Linked DNA regions of Rattus norvegicus: region 1 is linked to region 2. A link is a contact called in public Hi-C data. All regions are on one chromosome and are shown on one strand. The core of a region is the stretch at or near the end of the contact, and the rest is flanking DNA. Distances in the headings are between cores, read along the strand shown. Region 1 holds the start of Esyt1 (extended synaptotagmin 1). Region 2 holds the start of Ankrd52 (ankyrin repeat domain 52).

What was found. A called contact is a pair of places that touch in the nucleus more often than the background predicts.
Region 1: a Hi-C map of kidney shows a contact between it and region 2, with 1.8 times the contacts expected there. The contact joins the promoter of Esyt1 here to the promoter of Ankrd52 in region 2. A contact is called at or near these places in 2 of 12 Hi-C or Micro-C datasets (kidney and mammary epithelial cells).

Annotation. Positions count from the first base shown.
Region 1 is chr7:1,527,275-1,532,384 of GRCr8, forward strand. Esyt1 (extended synaptotagmin 1) reads right to left here and starts at 3,458. Exons shown (of 31, transcript NM_017249.2): 1 at 3,002-3,458; 2 at 830-871; 3 at 79-213. The coding sequence starts at 3,367.
Region 2 is chr7:1,389,529-1,394,220 of GRCr8, forward strand. Ankrd52 (ankyrin repeat domain 52) reads left to right here and starts at 1,844. Exons shown (of 28, transcript NM_001191875.1): 1 at 1,844-1,931; 2 at 2,251-2,334; 3 at 2,772-2,850; 4 at 3,037-3,107; 5 at 4,019-4,219. The coding sequence starts at 1,905.

The DNA of each region.
Region 1 (5,110 bases), core at 2,208-4,707, 140 kb after region 2:
AGAGGTGGTCTCAGAAGAGGCAGGAGGGGAAAAGGTGTACTTCAGCCCTCGGGGTGCCCCACTCCCTCACACGAGTACCTTTTCACCCAGCTCCACACGAGTAAATGTGAAAGTTTGCAGATGGGGGTTAGCTCCCCGGACAGCTGGGGCTACCGTTTCAGCCAGAAGCTTCTCCATATATTGGCCTAGGAAGGGCCATACCTGCACCACAATCTGGGAAGGAAGGAAGGAAGGAAGGAAGGAAGGAAGGAAGGAAGGAAGGAAGGGAGGGAGGGAGGGAGGGAGGGAGGGAGGGAGGGAGGGAGGGAGGGAGGGAGGGAAGGAAGACAGACTGTCAGAGAGCAGAGAGGCGGGGAGGCCCCTTTCCCACTGAAGCAGAGGATGTGACCCTCAGGGGATCAAATGACTCTTTCACAGGGGTCATCTAAGACTACCAGAAAACACAGATATTTACATCACAATTCATAACAGTAGCAAAATTACAGTTATTAAGTGGCAACAAAAATAATTCTATGGTTGGGGTCACCACAACATTAGGAGCTGTATTAAAGGGTCACAGCATCAGGAAGTTGAGAACCACCGATCTAAATCGAGTTCTATCTGGGCATGGCAGCGTACAGCTGTTTCCTGAGGCTGGATGCTGCAGCGGGAGCATCATTTGAGGCCACCTTGGGCTCAGTGTCCAGAGCCCGGTGTGGGCATGGAGACACAGCCCCTCAGACTCGTCCCATGGGCAGCTCTGGGGACTATGCCGAAACGGGAGTGTGGAAAGGCATTGAAAGGGGAATAAACCCCACCCAGGAAAAATCAAAACTGACACAGTCCTCACCTTATTCAGCCACTCCGCCTTTTCCACATCTGGGAAGCTGACCTGACGTGGAGAGGGCAGAGACAGTGATGAGTACACTTGGTATCCATGCTTCCTAAGAGGCTCCTGGGATGAACGCGTCTGTACGACAGGGGTCCTCATACCCAGGGCTGGGGTGCTGAGGTTTCTTCCCTCCCTCCCCCCACCACCTTTTTTGTTTTAATGACTTATTTTATGTACACTGGTGTTTTGCCTGCATGTATGTCTGTGTGAAGGTGTCAGATCCCTTGGATCGGGAGTTACAGGCAGTGTGAGCGAGCTGCCATGTGTGTGCTGGGAATTGAACCCAGGACCTCTGGAAGAGCCATCATCTCTCTACCCCCCTCTTTAAAAAAAAAAAAAACAAAAACAAAAACAAAGTTTGAGTTTATTGGGAGAAGGTTTTAGCTGGCCGTGGGGACACAAACCTATAATGCCAACACTTGGTAGGTAAAGGCAAGACAGCAGGGAGTTCAAAGCAAGCCTGGGCTGTATGAGACTATGGGTTAAACAAAGGGGAAAAAAGTTGCTTTCTCCATTTGTTTGTAGATAGGGTTTCATTATGTAGCTCTGGCTGACCTGGAACTCACTATATAGACCAGGCAGTCTTACAGTTCAGAAAAATCCACCTGCTTCTGCCTCCAAGTGCTAGGATTAAAGACACGCCACCACGCCCAGTAAGAGAAAGGTTCTAATACAGATTTAAGGACGCAATCCTGGGGGTGGGAGAATTCTCTCCTTAGTATTTGGGGACACTGAAGCTTCTTTAATAAGGGGAGCAGGTAGGATGTGGGGCCACATAGAGATGCTTCAGATAGCTCTGAGATGCGAAATGGCAGCTTCTGGGGCAAAGGAGAAGAGGGGGAGGGGAGGAGCCTTGAGAAGGACACATTCTTTCAGGAGGAGATCCTGTCAAATCAGAGCCCTGGGGACCTGGGATCGAGTAGTCCTAGTTCCTTTGTCCAGCCTTCCCTGCTCCCCTAGGACTGGGCGTGGGCTCCAGTATAAGAAGATGAAGAAGAAGAAAGCCAGCCCTGATAACCTAGAGTCGGCCAGGAAGAGACTTAGGCCTGTGCGCTGGTGCGCTGGTGCCTGCGCAAGCCTCCGCACTGTCTCTCTCCCCTCCTTCCTTTCCTCCCTACCTCCTTTCTCTCTCTTCCTGAGTGGGAAAGGGCACCTGTGCTCTGCACTGAGGTGGGGAGGTGTTGGATTGATCCCAATGAGAAGGAGTAGCAATTACAGTTACTGCTTAGGGTACATAGAACCATCTCTTCCTTTTTTTTTTCTCTCCAGGGCACAGCAAGTGTGACTGGTGTTAGCCTCTCTCTACCTAACTGGCACCTCTAAGTGAGAAGAGTAGGGAGGGTACCCAAAGGGGCTGGAAACACGCTCAGCTTAGCAAGGTCAGGGAGAGGCTTCTGTTTCAGCTCAGGAGACAGGGTGTAGTAATAAGGGCCTGGGTCAGCTGAGCAAGCGAGCGAAGGCTGCCCACAGTCCGGAAAAGGGTGGGGCCGCCAGGGTGCGAGTCAAAAGGAGCAGCGGGAACTACAGCAGCCCGAGCTACCCTCTTCCCAGAACCTCCTCCCTTAGTCTAGCAGCCCGGCCAGCTAGAGGCTGGAAGGCGACTGTGGTAGGTCATTCCCAGGTGCTGGGACTCAGCGGAACAATGCTTGCAGGGCTGGGTCTCAGCGGGTACCTAGGGACAAGGCAGGAAGCGGAAAACCCTTATGCCCTTAAGTAGATAAAAAGCCTTGAAAGCTCTAGCAGAGGCGAGGGAACCTCTGAGCCATCAAGGGGGGTGGGGTGGAGGGATCCCCAGAGGCTGCGCGGCAAAGGCGCGAGTGGCACCAAAAGTCGGGAGGAGCGAGCAGTCTACACGCTTGGTTGGGAGCGCCAGCTCAGACGGACTGCTGTAGTCCGAGGAGACCGAGGAAGTCCCGATTCCGTGGAAGGATCCGCTCTGCGGCACGGGTGGGCGGGGAGAGTGGGTGGCCGTCCTGGAGCGGTGAGTCCCAGCAAACAAGCGCTAACGGGACGATGGAAAGTCTGGGGGCCGCTGCCCTAAGTCGGGGAGCTGACTTCGTAGGGAGGCAGAGCCCGAGCTGAGGGGCTGGGAAGAGCTGTACTGCACCAAGGGCTGACGTGGTAACTCACCCAGGCAGGTAGTTCCCGATGGCTCATATAAAGCGTTTCTGCCGTGATCCGCTCCTCGTCATCCAGCAGCTGCCTCGCTGCCCTCAGGCTCCGTTCTTTCCCGTCGCGGACCCGGCGCCAGCCCAGGTAGAGGGCGAGGCCGAAAAGCACGAAACCCACGCTAAGACCCGCTGCCCCTGCCAGGTACACCGGCACCAGCACCAACAAGCGGCGTCCGAAGGAAGTCAGCACCGCCAGGGCCTCGCTCGCCGCACCTGGGCCGGCAGGTGGGACCCCAGAGCCCCCGTCCCGCTCCCGCGTGGAGTCCGTGGCCGGGGACTGCCCTGAGGGCTCGGGGCCGGCGCCCTCTTCAGGGGAGCGCTCCATGGGGCGGCTTCTAGGAGTGCCCGCCCGAGCAGCTGCAGGCAGCTCAGTGTCTGCTCCGGCTCCCCCCAGTAATATATGGTGCTCCCCCGGGACCTCAAGCCCCGCCCCGCCCCTGCCTGTTGGGGCTGCGCCCGCCGCGTAGACTTGGGAAGCTAGAGAGGACTTGGGATGGCAGGGCCTCCGTGATTGGACCAGAGGGTCAAGATGGGAGGGCTGGATGGCGGGAAAAGGGGGAAAGAAACCAAAAGGCAGTGTTTGACTGGTCGGGGAGAGAACGGGGCGTGGCGTCCCACTTAAGGGGCGGGAGCAGCTGCTCCTCCCACGTGGGATTGGAGCGCCTGTGGAGTTACGTCATGCAGAGCCGCTACTCTAATTACTGAGTTCAGAGTGAGCTAGTGTTGGGGGTTTTTCTCTTTCCACGCGTTCAGATGGTCTGGAAGAGTTTGGTCTGAATCTTACATATTCTTTGTCAACTCTCCAACGTTTGGTACCCAGAGAACGCTCGGTTTTGCCTCTAAGAATATTCTTTGAGTTTTTAACTGGCTGCCCTTGCAAAACGTTAGGGAAATCACTCGATTTAGAACGAAAGCCTAGAATGACCAACCTGTCTAGTGTCCCTATCTGTCCTGTTCTCATCCCCCTACCATGTCCGTGAAAGAGAACGAGTCTGCGACAGCTGGAGCATGAACATTAGAATTCTAATACTCCAATCTTGAAGAAGTGGGGAGAGGGGAGAAAAGCAGTAGATAAGTGAGATTTTCTTTTTATTTTAGAATCTCCGAGATAGTCATCTCTATCATAGAGGATTTATTAAGGCTAAAGAGGGGGAGTGTTCAACTGCAGCGGCGATTACATTTTCCAATATTTCCTGATGCTGACCAAAATCAGGTCGGGGAGGAAAGGATTTCTTTGACTTACATAGTCCATCGCTGAAGGAAGTCCAGGCAGGTGCGGAAACCTGGATAGAACCTGGAGGTAAGAACTGATGCAGAGGCCATTGGCGGGTCCTTCCCCCATCAATCAACTAAGACAATGCTCTACAGGATTGCCTACAGAGCGAATGGAGGGATCGTCTCAGTCAAGGTTCCTTCCTTTCAGGGGACGCTAGCCCGTGTCAAGTTGATATAAAACTAGCCAGCACACTTGGGAATTTCTAAGACACTAAAATGCTGACAGGCAGGATGGCTCACAGCCATAAGGCCAGCAGGTCAAGGCAGCCTGAGATAAATAGCAAAAAATAAAATAAAACAAAACAAAGGGGAGGGGGGATACAGAAAGGAGGGAAGGCTGAAAGGGCGGGCTGGGAAGACAGCTCTATCTGTATAGCCCAAGCATGAGGACCTAATTCAATCCCCAGCAACCACAAACAAAATCTCTCAGTGGGTAAAGGCCATTGCCCCACAAGCCCACTAGCCTGAGTTCGGATCCCCGCCACCCCCTCTGTAAAAGCCAGACACCATAGCTCAGGCATTCGATTTCTCACTGCGCACCTTCAGGAAGTGGAAGGTGGAAATAGGAGGCTCTCCAAAAGCTCCTGGGCCAACTAACCTGGCTTATGAAGCAGCAGAGAGATCCTGCCTCAGAAGCAGAAAGGTGAGTACTGACATCTCAAGGTTGAACTTTGACCCCATGCTTTCCACCCCCAACACGCACACGCACACACATGAGTGTGGCAGCACGAACCTACATCCCAAGCTTACAGGAGGATTTCTAGGGCTTGCTACCCTGCCAGTCTAGCCTAAT
Region 2 (4,692 bases), core at 594-3,093:
GTGCTGTTTAGTTTTTACTGTTAACTTGACACAACCCTAAGAAATCTGTAAAGGGGGAGCCTCAACTGAAGAATTGTCTAAAGTTGCCTACCCTAGGGTGGCAGAGGCAGGAGCATCTTTGGGGTTTACAGGCCAGCCTGGTTTGTTTTTTGTTTGTTTGTTTGTTTGTTTTAATATATCTTTTTAAGAGTACAGTGAAGCTATCTACAGACACACCAGAAGAGGGCACCGAATCCCATTACAGATGGCTGTGAGCCACCCTGTGGTTGCTGGGATTGGAACTCAGGACCTCTGGAAGAGCAGTCAGTGCTCTTAACCACTGAACCATCGCTCCAGTCTGGACCAGCCTGGTTTTATGGTGAATTCCAGGACAGCAAGCTACATAGTGAGAACCTGTCTCAAAATAAATAAACAAATAAATAAATAAATGACAAATAAATAAAAATTTAAAAAATTGCCTTCACCTGTGAAAACTACCTTTATTATCTTACACGTATGGATGTTTTAGCCACCAAAATCTGTGGAATTGGGAGTTACAACCCGCTCTCAGTTGTTAAGTGGATGCTGGGGATTACACTTGGGCCCTTTGGAAGGGTGGTCAGTGCTCTTCAACTCCTGAACCACCTACCCAGCTCCAACACTTTCTGGTAGGCTAATTGAGGTAGGAGGGCCCAGCTCACTGTGGGTGGTACCATCCCTAGGTAGGTGGTCCGGATTTAGATTAAGAAATCTGGTTAAACGTGAGCAGGCAAAGCTGCACTCCTCCCTAGGCTCTGCTTCCACGTCTGAGTTTCTGCCCATCTTTTCTCAAGGATGGACTGTGCCCTGGAAATGTAAGAAGAACTAAACCCTTTCCTTCTCTTCGTTTTTGGTCATCGTTATCATAGCAACGCAAAGGAAGATAGGATAGACTCGGGCTCACTACGTAGCCAGGACAGTTCTTGAACACACAATCCTCCTGCCTCAGCTTCCAGAGCGCGGGAATCTTATACATGATTCATGCCTGGCTCTACAGCATCTTTTAAAATTATACCCATTATCAATCTTCACTTTTCTTTTCTCCTCTGCCAATTGTCCCTGATTGGCTGCCTCTTTTGACCTCTCCAATGGATGAGGGGGAGGTCCTTTCTACCGCCTTTTTACGGGGGGGGGGGGGGGAAGCAGTTATTACCCTAACCTGGCAGGAGTAATTATGGAGTTGGGCTTACAGGCCTTCTCCAGCTGCCAAGTGTCCTGCTCTTCGCTGAGGTTTCCTGAAGCAGGGGTCTTTCTTGGGATTTCTCTGCAGCGTAGCAATCGTGCTATTTTCTTTCTACCCAGTGGAGACTGGTTCTGGGGCCGTGTGTAAACCTTGGGTCGCCACACTCCGAGTTACTACTCTCTCTGGGGGACTTCGGGGAGTGAGGGCGGCCGCAAGGCGTCCGCTCTGCCGGTGCATTGTGGCCTGGGTGAGCTCTTAGCCGACCGACTGTTTTGGTCCTGAGCTCCGGAGTCACTGGGGGAGCGAGACACGACTTCGAGCCATGGGCCTGCGGAGGATCCCTCCGGCCGCCCGGCTGCAGCGGAGGGCACAGCGTAGTTCGCTGGCAGAGCCGAGGAGCCCGCGCGCGGAGCAGGGCGAACCCCGGCCGCCCTAGCAGTCCTGGCGCGGGGCGAGGGCGCCGAGGCCTGGGCAGCCAGTGAGGACAGCGAGCACCCCGAGGCCCGGCCAAGGCTCGCCGCCAGGGAGCGCTGCGGGCTCCCGCTCGCCCGCCCCCCGGTAGGCGGGGCCGCCCTCTCCCCGCAGCCGCCGCCGCAGCCGCCGCCTGGGCCGCCCCGTGTCCCCGGTGGAGCCGCCGCCGCCGCTGCCGCTGCCGCCGCCGCCGCCGCCGCGAGCTCGATGCGGACGGAGCCTGGGCCGGGCCATGGGGATCCTCAGCATCACGGACCAGGTCAGCCCTCCCGCCTTTCCCCACTTCCTCTTTCCAGGCCCCGGCGCCGCCGCCACGCGAGCCCGGGGATGTGCGGCCTAGGCTGGGCCCGAGCCCGGGGTTCCCGCGGCTCCCGCCGCGCCCCATGCCGTGCTCCCCTCCTCGGAGCGGGTGTCCTTGGGGGCCTGGCGACCGGTGGGGGCATGGCCAGAATCCGCTGCAGCCAGGACCCCTGAAGCGGAGCCCCTCCAGCGACGCCCCCCTCCAACCTGTGTGCTCCCCCACCTCCCGGTTCCTCTGTGGCTCGGGCCCGCTCCCTGAAAGCTGGTTCTCCCTGCAGCCGCCCCTGGTCCAGGCCATCTTTAGCCGAGATGTGGAGGAAGTGCGTTCCCTCCTCTCGCAGAAGGAGAACATCAATGTACTGGTGAGTTGGGAGCAGAGAGGATGGCGAGCCGGAATCCGGGCTCCCGTGTTCGGGACCCCTCCCCACAAGTGGGGCGGCTCCGTTTCTCCTCTGATGAAACTGCAGCTCTTTCTATCCAGAAATGGGAGCCTGCTCCACATTTAACGTTGGTCAGGCATGGAGCACCGATCATGGGGTTCTGGGGATGCCCAGAAAACCGGTGTTCTCTTCTTAACCATCGGGGTCTGCAGCGCCCCCCACCCCTCCTGGAAGAAGGAGTAGGTTTCTCGGTCTGTAGCCCTGACTCCACCCTCTCAGGATGCTGGCTTTTGAAGCCTGGTATTGGGATTTAAGACCCTGCAGAACCTAGAGGAAGGGAAGGACTTAGAGTTCTTATACTTGAACTGGCGTTCAGGATAATTTCTCTCTACGGCTGCTTCTCCTTTCTGCCTTTCCAGGACCAAGAGAGGCGAACCCCATTGCATGCTGCTGCCTACGTAGGCGATGTCCCCATCCTCCAGTTGCTACTGATGTCAGGTGAAAGTGGGGAGCTGGGAGGTGCGGCACCTAGGGAGGGGAGAAGTCTCTTTAGATCCGAGGATTGATTGCTGGTGCTTGGTCCAAGAATGGCTTTCTGTCCGTTCATGTTCCCCATTCTGATGATTGGTTTCCTTCCCTCCCCCTCCTCAAATCCCAACAAAATAGGAAATTGTGTCCACACAGGTGCTAATGTCAACGCTAAGGACACACTGTGGCTGACCCCTCTTCATCGTGCCGCTGCCTCCCGAAACGAGGTACAGACCCTACCTCATTTCACCCTTTCAAAAGGATGGGCTGAAGGGCTAGAGAAACTCAGACTCTTCTGCCCCACACAGGGAGGAGACCAGAGTTTGGCCTCTCCTTCCTGCCCCTAGAACGGCTGATGAGGGGGGGCTGAGTGCTGCCAGCTGATGTGACGTCAGGGAGAGCTTAACACTGGGCTGGCAGACTGCGGGGGCCCTGCTGCCAGGCCTGAATGACTCATCCCTCCCTGGGGGCCACCTTAAGTCTGATCCCCCTCTGGGCACTGAGATTTCTCTCCTTGTGATGGGTGGGGAGTGGCGATTCTTGTGTCCTAGCCCCTGGAGCCACATTTAAGTTGACTGCCTAAGGGGCCAAACTCACATGGAATCCTGTTCTGTTGTGCCTCAACCCCCAAGACAAGGCCTGTTTGACCCTCCATCACTTCCTTGACTCCAGCCCCCAGGGTAGAAAGCCTAGGGGGTGCAGGGGGGGATGGTGTGGGACATGTTTAACAGGCACATTGGATTTTGGAGAGGATCCAGTATGTTTGTTAATAGATATGATTTTGGTAGCTTTGGAAGGGCTAAGGGAAGGGTGGTTTTTGCCATTAACACGGTGGGAGCATTTGTTTTTCCTGGAAGTAAGCTTGGGACTTGTGAATTTGCCTAGGGGTGGATGCAAGTGTGAGTGGAGATTTTGGGTGCTGGGTTGGAGGGCTGAGTGGCTGGGGAGAGATCCCTGTTTGCCTCAGCGAGGTTAAGATCTACTGACTGCAGGCTTGCAGAGACTAGGTGTGTAAAGAAAATGAAGAGAGACTATGCTAGGAAGATGGACTGCGTGTGACTCTGCCAGCCCTCCCTTCTGCCCTCCCATTTCACTTCCTGCTCCCCTTTGTCTCCTCTTGTCCCCTGCTCCTCCACAGAAGGTGCTGGGGCTGCTGCTGGCACACTCCGCGGATGTGAATGCCCGGGACAAGCTGTGGCAGACACCACTGCATGTGGCTGCTGCCAACCGGGCCACCAAGTGTGCCGAGGCTCTGGCACCTCTGTTGAGCAGCCTCAATGTGGCTGACAGGAGCGGCCGTAGCGCTCTGCACCACGCAGTACACAGTGGGCATCTTGAGGTGAGGAGCATTACCGTCTAAGCACAGCCTCTTCTCCCTTTCTACTCACTTACGTGCTTCCAGACCCGCCGGACAGGAGTAGCTCAGATAGTTATTAGGCTCCAGCACCAGAGGAATTGCGTTAGATGGAGGATTTTGTGGGGACTTTGTTTGCTTGTTTTTGAGATAGGGTCCTACTATGCATGCTTGGTTGGCCTGGAACTTGCCCTGTAGAGTAGGTCAGCCTTGAGCTTGAACCCACTGAGATCCACCTGCCTCTGCCTTCTGAGTGCTCAGGTTAAAGCTGCACCCCCAGCCTATATTGAGTTTTTATTGACCCAGTGTGTTACCGGTGTTTGGTAAAGGCTGTGTCACTTAGCTATACTTTGGACCCATACGTTGAAGTTCTCCTGCTTTCTGGGGTTGACGATGGTAGGCAAGTGATATAGACTGTTCACCTGTATCTCCGTCCCCCCTTGTACATTTCACTCTGA